Regions from separate parts of the Gossypium hirsutum genome. Here region 1 is linked to region 2. Evidence: chromatin contacts called from public Hi-C data. All regions are on one chromosome and are shown on one strand. Each heading gives the region's core, a stretch centred on a gene start, on an enhancer-like site or on the middle of the called end of the contact. The rest is flanking DNA. Distances are from core to core; before and after follow the strand shown. Region 1 holds the start of LOC107904449 (transcription factor RF2b). Region 2 holds the start of LOC107957451 (potassium transporter 2).

Region 1 (4,941 bases), core at 2,127-4,626, 130 kb after region 2:
AGCCTCTCTACTTCCTTCTTCAGCGCTTCATTTAGAGCTGTAGCCAGAAATGACAACAAGAAAACCATATACAGTTAACAACTCTCTACGGTACTTTTTATAAATGAAATACCAGGGACATGATAGAACCATGTCTAGATACCTACATGCAAATGGACAATCACTAATGGTGCCTAAAGCTTGAGCTCTAAAATTAATGTCTAGAACACTATTTAAAATGCACACCCCTGGATTTGACTACTCTGGTGCAGTTTGTTTTGTTTCTTACCAATATCATTTAGATTTGGTTAAAAAAATGCTCAACTTGTGAAGAAAATAAACATGTCCATGGACAAGTGAGTGTACACGAATGAGAGCATCCCATTTTGGAAAAAACTTGGTCACTAAAATAGTCTGGACAGAGCGTACCATCACGTAGCTGAGCCTGTTGCTCCATAGCTTGTAGCCGAAGCTTAAGCTCAGTGTTCTCAGTAGTTAAGCCTGTTGTATCTCTCTAGAAAGAACACAAGAATTAAGACTATTAACATTCAGGTAATAATCAATATAGAAGCATTAAATCAACATAAAACAGAACACATCAAAACTAGTGGCAAATCCAGAAAAATAAGATGCCGTTATTTAGTTAGAAGCATATGCAACTACATCCACAGAGCAAGAGGGCTCTCAATTGCAAAAAGAACTAAAGCCTCCAGCTGCTAAAAGCTATTGATTTATTAGAAAGTAGAATTGTCAAATTTTAATTGTTAAATTTGTAGATACGACATTCTCATAAAAAGGAATGGAAATAATCACCACAATAAACAATCTCATAAGTTATGTAACTAGACAGGTATGCATATTTTAGAACCTGGAATAGAGTTAGTTGTGCAGAAAGAGTAGTTGCTTCTGTTTGAAGTGTTTGAACTTTTCTCTCCAGTTCAGATATATACCGGGCCTTCCTCTCTTTAGAGCGAGCAGCTGACTGCCGATTTGCAATGATCCTACACAAATTATGTACTTTCTTAGCAAAACTTAAAAAGTAAACACAAATCTGACCATTTAATGAGTTTATCAAATCTATGAGAGAAAATTTTGCACTAAGTTTTCAGGAGTGTTGAGCAGAGAGATGAGAACAGCTCTAGCTCATCCACCTCATCCAATGCTCATGCATTTAAGGCAAAATACACCTTGTCAGTATTTTATAACTAACAGGATTAGAGTTTAGAAGCTCTCAAACGCTAGAAAATAGTGAATGGAAAAGGTTAAAACATCCCAAACGTAGAAATCTGTCCGCACATGACATAACCCAACCCATTCTTGTAAGTTCCGAAGTTTGGAAAGACAGCTTCTTTGCACAAAAAGTTGAACTTAAATGAAACCAACAGTATTCAAATGTGCGAGACATAGAAACATTCAAATTATGATTTCAATGAAATCCATAACGTTCAATAAGTCATTTTATTGATGTTTAAGTGAAGTTCACCATATTTAGTCAATCTAATGATAGTTGCATCTTTGTACTGCATAGAATATGGTCACAGGACCAGACTTCAAAATTAACACTTCATAAAGGCAGGGTGTGCCATGATAAATAGGTATATATTACAAAACAGATTATCGAACTTTAAAGAGAGAAGGATAAAACTATTACGCAAAAAAAAAAAATCCTTTAGAAGGAGATAGAGTGACAAGGTCAATAAGTTTACAATCAGGAACAACTCTATCAGATTAATTGAAGCTAAACTATGCTAGTATTTATGGAGAAAATGTTCAATGAGACTGACATAAAATCTGACCTACTCATGACCATACCATTACAGCATTAGATGGTGAAACAGCCCATATATATGTTGAGATTCCCCTAGACAAGCAAAAGATATACTTGGCGATAGATTATGCAATACAAGATTTGATTTACTATTAGAATTATGTTAGTTGGATTCGGCACTTCTGACTACAGTATTTCATTAAGCATTTATGCCATCTCCGAATCATAGTACAAAACAAATCATGAAAAAAAAATATATATATATATAAGAAAAACATATTGCACTGTCCAACAAAAGAAGCCAAACACACAGCACAAATAATCCCTAAAAAAGCATGCATAAAAAGAAACTTTGTAATTCACATGAATTTGTTTCGTAAAAATACATTAAGGCCCTAAAATAATGAGAATCCCATTAATCAAAGGGTGAGAAAGGTCAACTGAAGCGTCACTTGTCAAAAATGATAGCCAAAACCATAAGTCAAAAGAACGCATGAACCAAGAACATTAGCTAAGAACCATTCATGATCCATATATATAAACCCATACTCTCCAAATTCTCAAATGCGTATCTTCCAACCCTCAATTTCTTTCAAATTCTAACCTCCCCATAATTTTTTTTCACGTTCAAACTATTTAAATTCCTTGCTTGGGGTTCCTAGTAAACTCCATTCAGAAGCACCCAAAACATAAGGGGGGAAAAGTAAACTTCATCACTAAGATAAAAAAAAAAAAACACTTTCGATAAAACAATCATAATGCCCATGAAAAGAAAAGGAACAAACCAACCAAAGAAGTAAAAAAAACTCGTATAAACTAAAAATATAATTTCTTTAAACAACAAAAAGATTTACTGTCTTCTAAAAAAGTTCCAAACTTGCAACTTCTACTACAATTTGATACGTACCCCAGGCTCAAATTCACTTCAAAAAGGCCCAAAAAAATAGTTTGAGGGAAAAAGGAAATAATTCCACAAAACTTTTGGCTCTCTTTGGGTCAATAGTCCACAATTCAGCAAGCTTATCAGGTGACATAGCTTTCTTAGCTTCAATCGACTCCATTAACGAGCACCCATCAATCGAATGACTATACCTATGCCTTCCTTTCCCTCCTCCATTATTCTTCTCTCCCTTCCCCGACAAGCCACTCATTTCCTCTCCCTCCGGATTCCGACCCGAACCACCACTGGAAGACCCGGCAGCCCCCCCTCCATCTTCTGACCCCTTGGATGATCCTCCCAGCTTCTCAATATCCACGTAAGTGCAAAACAAGTCGTCTTCGGATCCCAACCCTTCGAAGGGGTCGGAGACGAGATCCAAGTCGTCAGGGATCCGAAACTGGACTTCGGAATGGACCCGCCTGTGATAAGAGCCTCGAAATGAGGTTGGGTGGGGGAAGGAGGGCGTGGTTTGAGCGGCGGATGATGATGCATTGGAGGGGAATGGTGGATCGGGGTTGGGGTCTAGACTTGGCGGGTCCTGCATTTTTGGTGTTCCCTTTTTAGATTTCAGATCTCAGGAGAGAAATGTGAGAGGAAAATATCGCTGACTGTTGAAATCTTTTCCTCTTCAGCTTTCTTCTTTCGGTCTCTGCCCCAAAGAAAACATTAAAGAATGTCTCTAAAACGATGAGAACTCGCATATTATATAATTTTTTACATTTGAATTATATAAAATAACCAACAAAAATCGATTTTATTCCCTTTTAACTCCATTTGGTTTAAATAATTACATCCTTACAATTGAAGTTAATTTGTATCAACTATCGGTAAATTGTCATTATATATATATATATAAAATGTCCATAACTTTTAATTTTAATCACTCAATTCCCCTTTTCCATGCACTCTTAATTTACCAAAAACATATATTTGTTACTACACTATGAATTTCTATAAATTAAATACCCAACATAAACTTTAAATTTTCATTAGAAATAAATAAAGATGATCAAACCAAACATGTATAGCATAATTTGTTTTCCTCCCCTTTGCCCCTTTTGAGTGAATTGTTTCTTTGGTACGGTTTAACACATTCTAACATTATATGCTTTCCTCCTTCAAAGGTATCATCTTCAACTTACTTTCGAAACGAGGACCATCTGTAAAAAAAAAATACATAAAAGAACATGGACTTACTTCATTCATGGTCAAATGAAGAGAAGAAAAGAATCATATTGTGGGAATCATATAGTGGAAAGTTGTGTAACTGGATAATGGGGTTTTAAGGTCTCTTTTTTTTTCTTTTTTTTTTTAAGAAAACTTTTCAAAAAAATTTATAATTTTAATTATATTTAAATATAATTTCAAGAAATAAATAAATTGATATTTTGAGTTACAGTTTAAGGACTAAATTAGTTATTAAGCCTATAAGAAAATATGTCATGTCATTAATTTATTTGTGATATTTTTTTTTCATAGTTGAATGATCAAAACAAAAACTTATTAATAATCGAATAATTAATAACGTAGCTTACCCAAATATATTTGAGGAACAATAATATAACAATCTATGTTGACATCCGCTAATAAATTAACAAATAGGTGGCTTAAATAATTAATTTCAAATATTTAAGTGACTAACTTATAACATTTCATAATTAAGCGATCAAAATATATACTTAATGATAATTTATTGACTATGGGTGTAGATTACCCAATTGATTATTACAATGCACAGATGAATAGATTAATGTTTGAAATATGTTCAAAGCTAGACCAAAATATGACGTGATAAAACTAAAGTCTCAAAGGTTGAAGACATCAACTTTTACATGAATCATCTATACCATAATTAAAACTTTCTAATTGAATCAAAGTGAAATTTAAACTTAAATCATTTTTATACTTTAGTTAAAGCTATATTTGGGTTTATATTTTTTATTTGATTTTTTATAAATTTGTAATAAATAATATATTTTTTACTTCGATAATTTGTGGAGGAAATAAATTTAGTCTTCATATTATTAAAGAGAAATAAATAAGTTCAAATCGTATAGAGTTAACATTTATTATATATAAAATGTCTTGAAATTTTTTTTCTCAATTATAGTTCAATTTTAAATAAAAGATTTTATTTACATAACTATAAAAATTTTAAAAATATTAGTTTTGTTAAACAATAAATGATTTTTTAAAAACAATAAATCTTAATTTTATTTCAATTTAATTTAGTTTGAATTTAAGTAAAATAATC
Region 2 (4,756 bases), core at 1,278-3,777:
CTCAAGGTACACTTTTACTCTTGAGCTGCTCCTTTTCTCTGGAGGGTGCTCAAGTTTATATGTAGAGACCGCTTCATCAGCAACCTGTCTGTTGGGCAGAAGACTGACATTTGCGTGTCGGCATATCAGAGAATACAGTGCAAAAGTCCCTCCTGCAATCAATAAAAGGTTTCAGTTTAATGGCTAAATTATATGGACAAGACAATTGCTTAAATGCTTACCCTCTCCGTTGTCATCCGCTCGAAGAACCACAAACACGTACTTGAATAAGGGGACTAAAGTAAGAGTCCAGAAAACAAAGGATAGAACACCAAAGATCTCTTCATTTGACTCTGAGTGTTGAATGTCTTCAGCAAATGTGCTCTTGTAGACATAAAGTGGGGAAGTACTCAGATCCCCATAAACCACACCTAGACTTTGGTATGCGAAAAGCAATGCCTTCTTCCAAGAACCCTTCTGCAACACAATTCCAGAATAAGCTACTCTCCTACCAACTGATAACAGCATAATTCCTTCAACCAAATAATCTAATCCTACTTATTTTCCTAAATACAAAATCAAAATCACCAATAACTTAAAATAGTTTATGGATGTATATGCACTTTGTGCTATCAGGTTGAAAGTTAAATGCAGAAACCTTTGAAGCATCCGAGAACTTGCCATACTCAAGATCCATGATAATTATACTTCAATTTTCAGCCAGAGTTTCTTGCCAGTGAACGCAATTTAGCTGCTGATAAACACTGAAACAATATGCCAAACATAAGTGGCACAATCCAACACCGGGAATTTGGAAGAAATAATTTTAAACAAGGAAAAAAAGAAGAGAACTTTCAAGATGAAATTTCCAAGGACATCCAGGCTATCCCTCCATTACACACCCGCAAATAGAGGAGATAAAAAGCATGTCTCATTCACCCACATGGCTTCCATACCTCTATAACATCCTCCACCCAAACTCTTTGAAAGCTATGCGCATCTTAATCAAATTCTCACGGAAAGTAAGAAAACAAGAAGCCAAGTGACACCCAGACTCCAATTAATAGAAAATTTATGGAATCTTAAACAGGATTGAAGCTCAGCTACGCTATAATTATACAGACAGAATTCTTAAATGCTCAAGGGCCCTCATTTCTTTTACATAATATTATTTTTATGGTTGATGAAGAGTGGAAGAAACTGATACTTCATCCTTCCTCAATTTTTAAACCAAAAAAAAAAAAAACCAAACTTTGAACCCACTTACAGAATTAACCCATATGGACAAAGAAGCAGAAGATACAAACAATCAGAAAAAATCAATATAAGCGTAATACATATATATTTTTATAATATAGAAGCAAATGCAATAGTTTCCAACCAATGTTTTGTGCAGGCAAGAAAGAGAACAAAATAAGAGAATCATGTGATGCAACTACAGTTGCATTTAGAAGAGAATGATATATCACCACCAACAGCCAAATACAATGAATTAACTTATACCCCACAAGACCACACCTTTCTCTTTCTCAGATTTCTAACTGAAGCTTAGTAAAACCTTTCATTTTCTTTTGCTTGATAAAGCTCGGATTTTTTATTTATTTTTTTTTTTTGCAGTAAAGGAAAGGTAAAGTTGCTCTTATATTATTAGTTCCTTTAATAATGGAGTTTGTTTGGTAGTAACTCAGAAATAAATGAAAGAAGACAAGGCAAAACCAATTTACCCCTCTCCATTAGACCATTCAGAACTGTTAACAGACCCTATTTATTGTAAATGAAGACTATATGAACATAAGATGGGCAGCCCCATGTGCTGCAAATAATCCCCATGAGATGAATCCAAATGCACTTTTGTCTTTTTAGATTAAAAAAACCCGGCATTTTGATTACATCATCCCTCGTCCTTGTTACTGTGTCTACAATTGTTACTGACTCCCTATCTATTTCTTTTATCAATACTAAACTTCATTCTGGAAACAGCTGTAGCACCCGTAGATGATTGATAGATAGATAGACAAAACCCATTTAAGTTACAAACTTTGCTGAAAAAACCATCCCCTTTAACCTTTTACTGAAACAACTACAACTAAATAGATATAGAGAAACTTACCCCAGTCCTTTTTTCTGGCAAATTCCAATGGCCACCAAGTGGAAACCTCGTTGCATTTAGCTCTAGACTCTACACAAGCTTGGAACTTCCATTTATGGTAGCTGATATGTGCAAAACTATAAGCATGTGAAAGGATCTGAATTTTATGAGATGAAATGATGCTCTTTTGGATGGATTTGAAGATCAAATGAACACAGACTTGAAGGTTTCAACCGACAATACGAACATTGTTCAGTAAAACAGAATCAAAATTGGATTAGAGAACGTGGAGAGAAGCTATAGATAATTTGATCCCATGAAAATGGATTGATGGAGCATGATTTTTTAATGAAGAAATAATATAAGGAGATTATCGTGAGCGGGAATATTGGCAAGCTTGTCAAATATAGCCTTTAGACTTTTGTCCTTTCATGTCATGTAACTTATGTTCATCACTTTAAACGTAAACTTGGCCGTTCCATGTTTGTAGGTTGATATATTCGCTAAAAATGTGAAAATTGATGAATTGAGTATTAATTCGATTTACATTAAAGTTATAAATTTAAATGCGTTAAAATGTATTACAGATAAGAAGAGACAAAAATTTAAAAATTAAAATATATTTTAAGTAAAAAATTTAAAAATTAAAATATATTTTAAGTAATTTTTGTAGGATTGATAATCAAATTATTATGCCATTGATTTATGGGTTAAAACCCATTTTATTATTATTTTTATTCATTAATATTCAATGCAATAATTTTCATTATGTGTAATATTCATGTAGAACTCATCTATTTAATGTAAAAATCAATTTGTGAATGGTGATTGAATATGTATTAAATATTAATTGATAAAAAAATAGAGTGAGTTAAACCCTAATTCATAGGATTTGATTAAATAAATTATTTAAAAAATAATAAATTATTTAAAAAAAACTACTTCAATTAAATTGTATCAATTCGTGAGTCAATTGGTTTGATGCTTCTTTCTAGACCGATGCCCCGATAGGTTCAGTTCGGTTCAAAGAATTACAACTCTAAGTATACATACACATTGTACGTTTAGAATTTAGTCTTATTTTTTTTTAATAATTTAATTTTTATTTTTTAAATTTAAAAATTTATTTTCAAATTATAACCACGTAACATTTTAATTGAATAGTAATTATATGAATTAATTAATAATATCATTAACATAAAATGATTAAATCTTAAATTTAAGCGTATTAAAAATTAAAATTACAAATTAACTATTTTTATAAAATGGAGAAAGAAAAAACGAAGTATGGTGTGTGTGCAACGTGTCAGCCTTAGAAAAGTTATTTACTTTCCATTTATATCCTCAAATTTAAAAAATATAATAAATGTTTGTCATTTATATGTAGGTATATAAATTATTAGCATCTTAACCAAATGAAAAAAAAAGAAGCAGCTTATTTTATCCTTCTTGATTGCCACTTCTAGAAGTTTCAACTAGTATTATATTGGTGCTGTATGGCCCTTCCCTGAGCTTAATGGAATTCACAATAATATAAAATTCAAGCATTAGCAAAACCATAGTATATAAAACTTTTCAAGTACAAAAATGAAATAAAAAAGATAAGTTTAAATGATGAGAGTTAAATGAGATAATAAAAATATTTCCTATTTTAGTTAGTAGTCAAAATTTAATTTTAATTATGAATATAAAATAATTTTAACAATAATAACTAATATCTACTTTTTAATGAAGTTATAAAATGCAAAAAATTTAATTATTAATAATTTTAATAAATACATTGAAAAGTAAAAAATATATAAATTTACATCAGATTTAATCTACACCCAACAAGGGAAAAGGTAACATTAACAAGTGTGTAACTCTAATTCCGTACCATGACAGTAGAGTTGGATACATTGTGACATGATATCTACCTACAAAACATTAATTATGACGGATTTGAAGCCGGTGAAAGAAGCTTTCCCGTTCGGTGTAAGACAGCTTTGGCCCTTTGGGGTAGCTTTAGACTCAAACAAGATTAAAAAAAACAAAGGGATAGCCCCAACTCCAAATTGTGCAATGTGCACCAAAATAATAGATCAATGGTGGCATTTATTGGTAGGTGAAGTGCAGTCTTCAATTTACCTCATCTGTCAATGAAAATTATTTGTTTATACTAATGTAAAACCAACCCTATACCAAATAAGAGCATGAAGAAGACCAGTTTATGGATTGGTTTATTCGTCTAAACTCAAAAGTCCGTTTGAAATTTGAGAGAGTTTAAATAAAAATAATAAACCTGAAAAATAGGTTTGGACAAAATAAAATTAGGCTCGTTTAAAATATAAGTCAAATTTGGGCTTAAACATTCAAGGCCTGAGTCTGGACGGCTCGACCCGTTTTTAAATTTATAATACTTTATATTATGTTATTTTTATATATTATGTAATTTAGAACACATTAAAAAAATAAATCTAAACTAAATATATCATACTACTCTAATGTAAACATTAAAATAATATTAAGATGACTATATAAAAATTTTCAATAAATAAAAAATGTATGAAATTATTAAATATTAAAATAATATTATATAGATATTTTTTTTAAAAATTTAAAAAATATATGGGCGGGCCTAAATTGAGTTTGCGGTAGTCTTTTGCAAATATGAATAAGTTTGGACAAAATTTCAAGCTCATATTTTGG

The links. A called contact is a pair of places that touch in the nucleus more often than the background predicts.
Region 1: a Hi-C map of leaf shows a contact between it and region 2, with 2.7 times the contacts expected there. The contact joins the promoter of LOC107904449 here to the promoter of LOC107957451 in region 2. A contact is called at or near these places in 3 of 34 Hi-C or Micro-C datasets (all in leaf).

Annotation. Positions count from the first base shown.
Region 1 is chrA05:32,898,987-32,903,927 of Gossypium_hirsutum_v2.1, forward strand. LOC107904449 (transcription factor RF2b) reads right to left here and starts at 3,377. Exons shown (of 4, transcript XM_016830838.2): 1 at 2,726-3,377; 2 at 848-980; 3 at 409-493; 4 at 1-37. The coding sequence starts at 3,231.
Region 2 is chrA05:32,767,059-32,771,814 of Gossypium_hirsutum_v2.1, forward strand. LOC107957451 (potassium transporter 2) reads right to left here and starts at 2,528. Exons shown (of 10, transcript XM_016892969.2): 1 at 2,090-2,528; 2 at 638-743; 3 at 222-456; 4 at 1-152. The coding sequence starts at 676.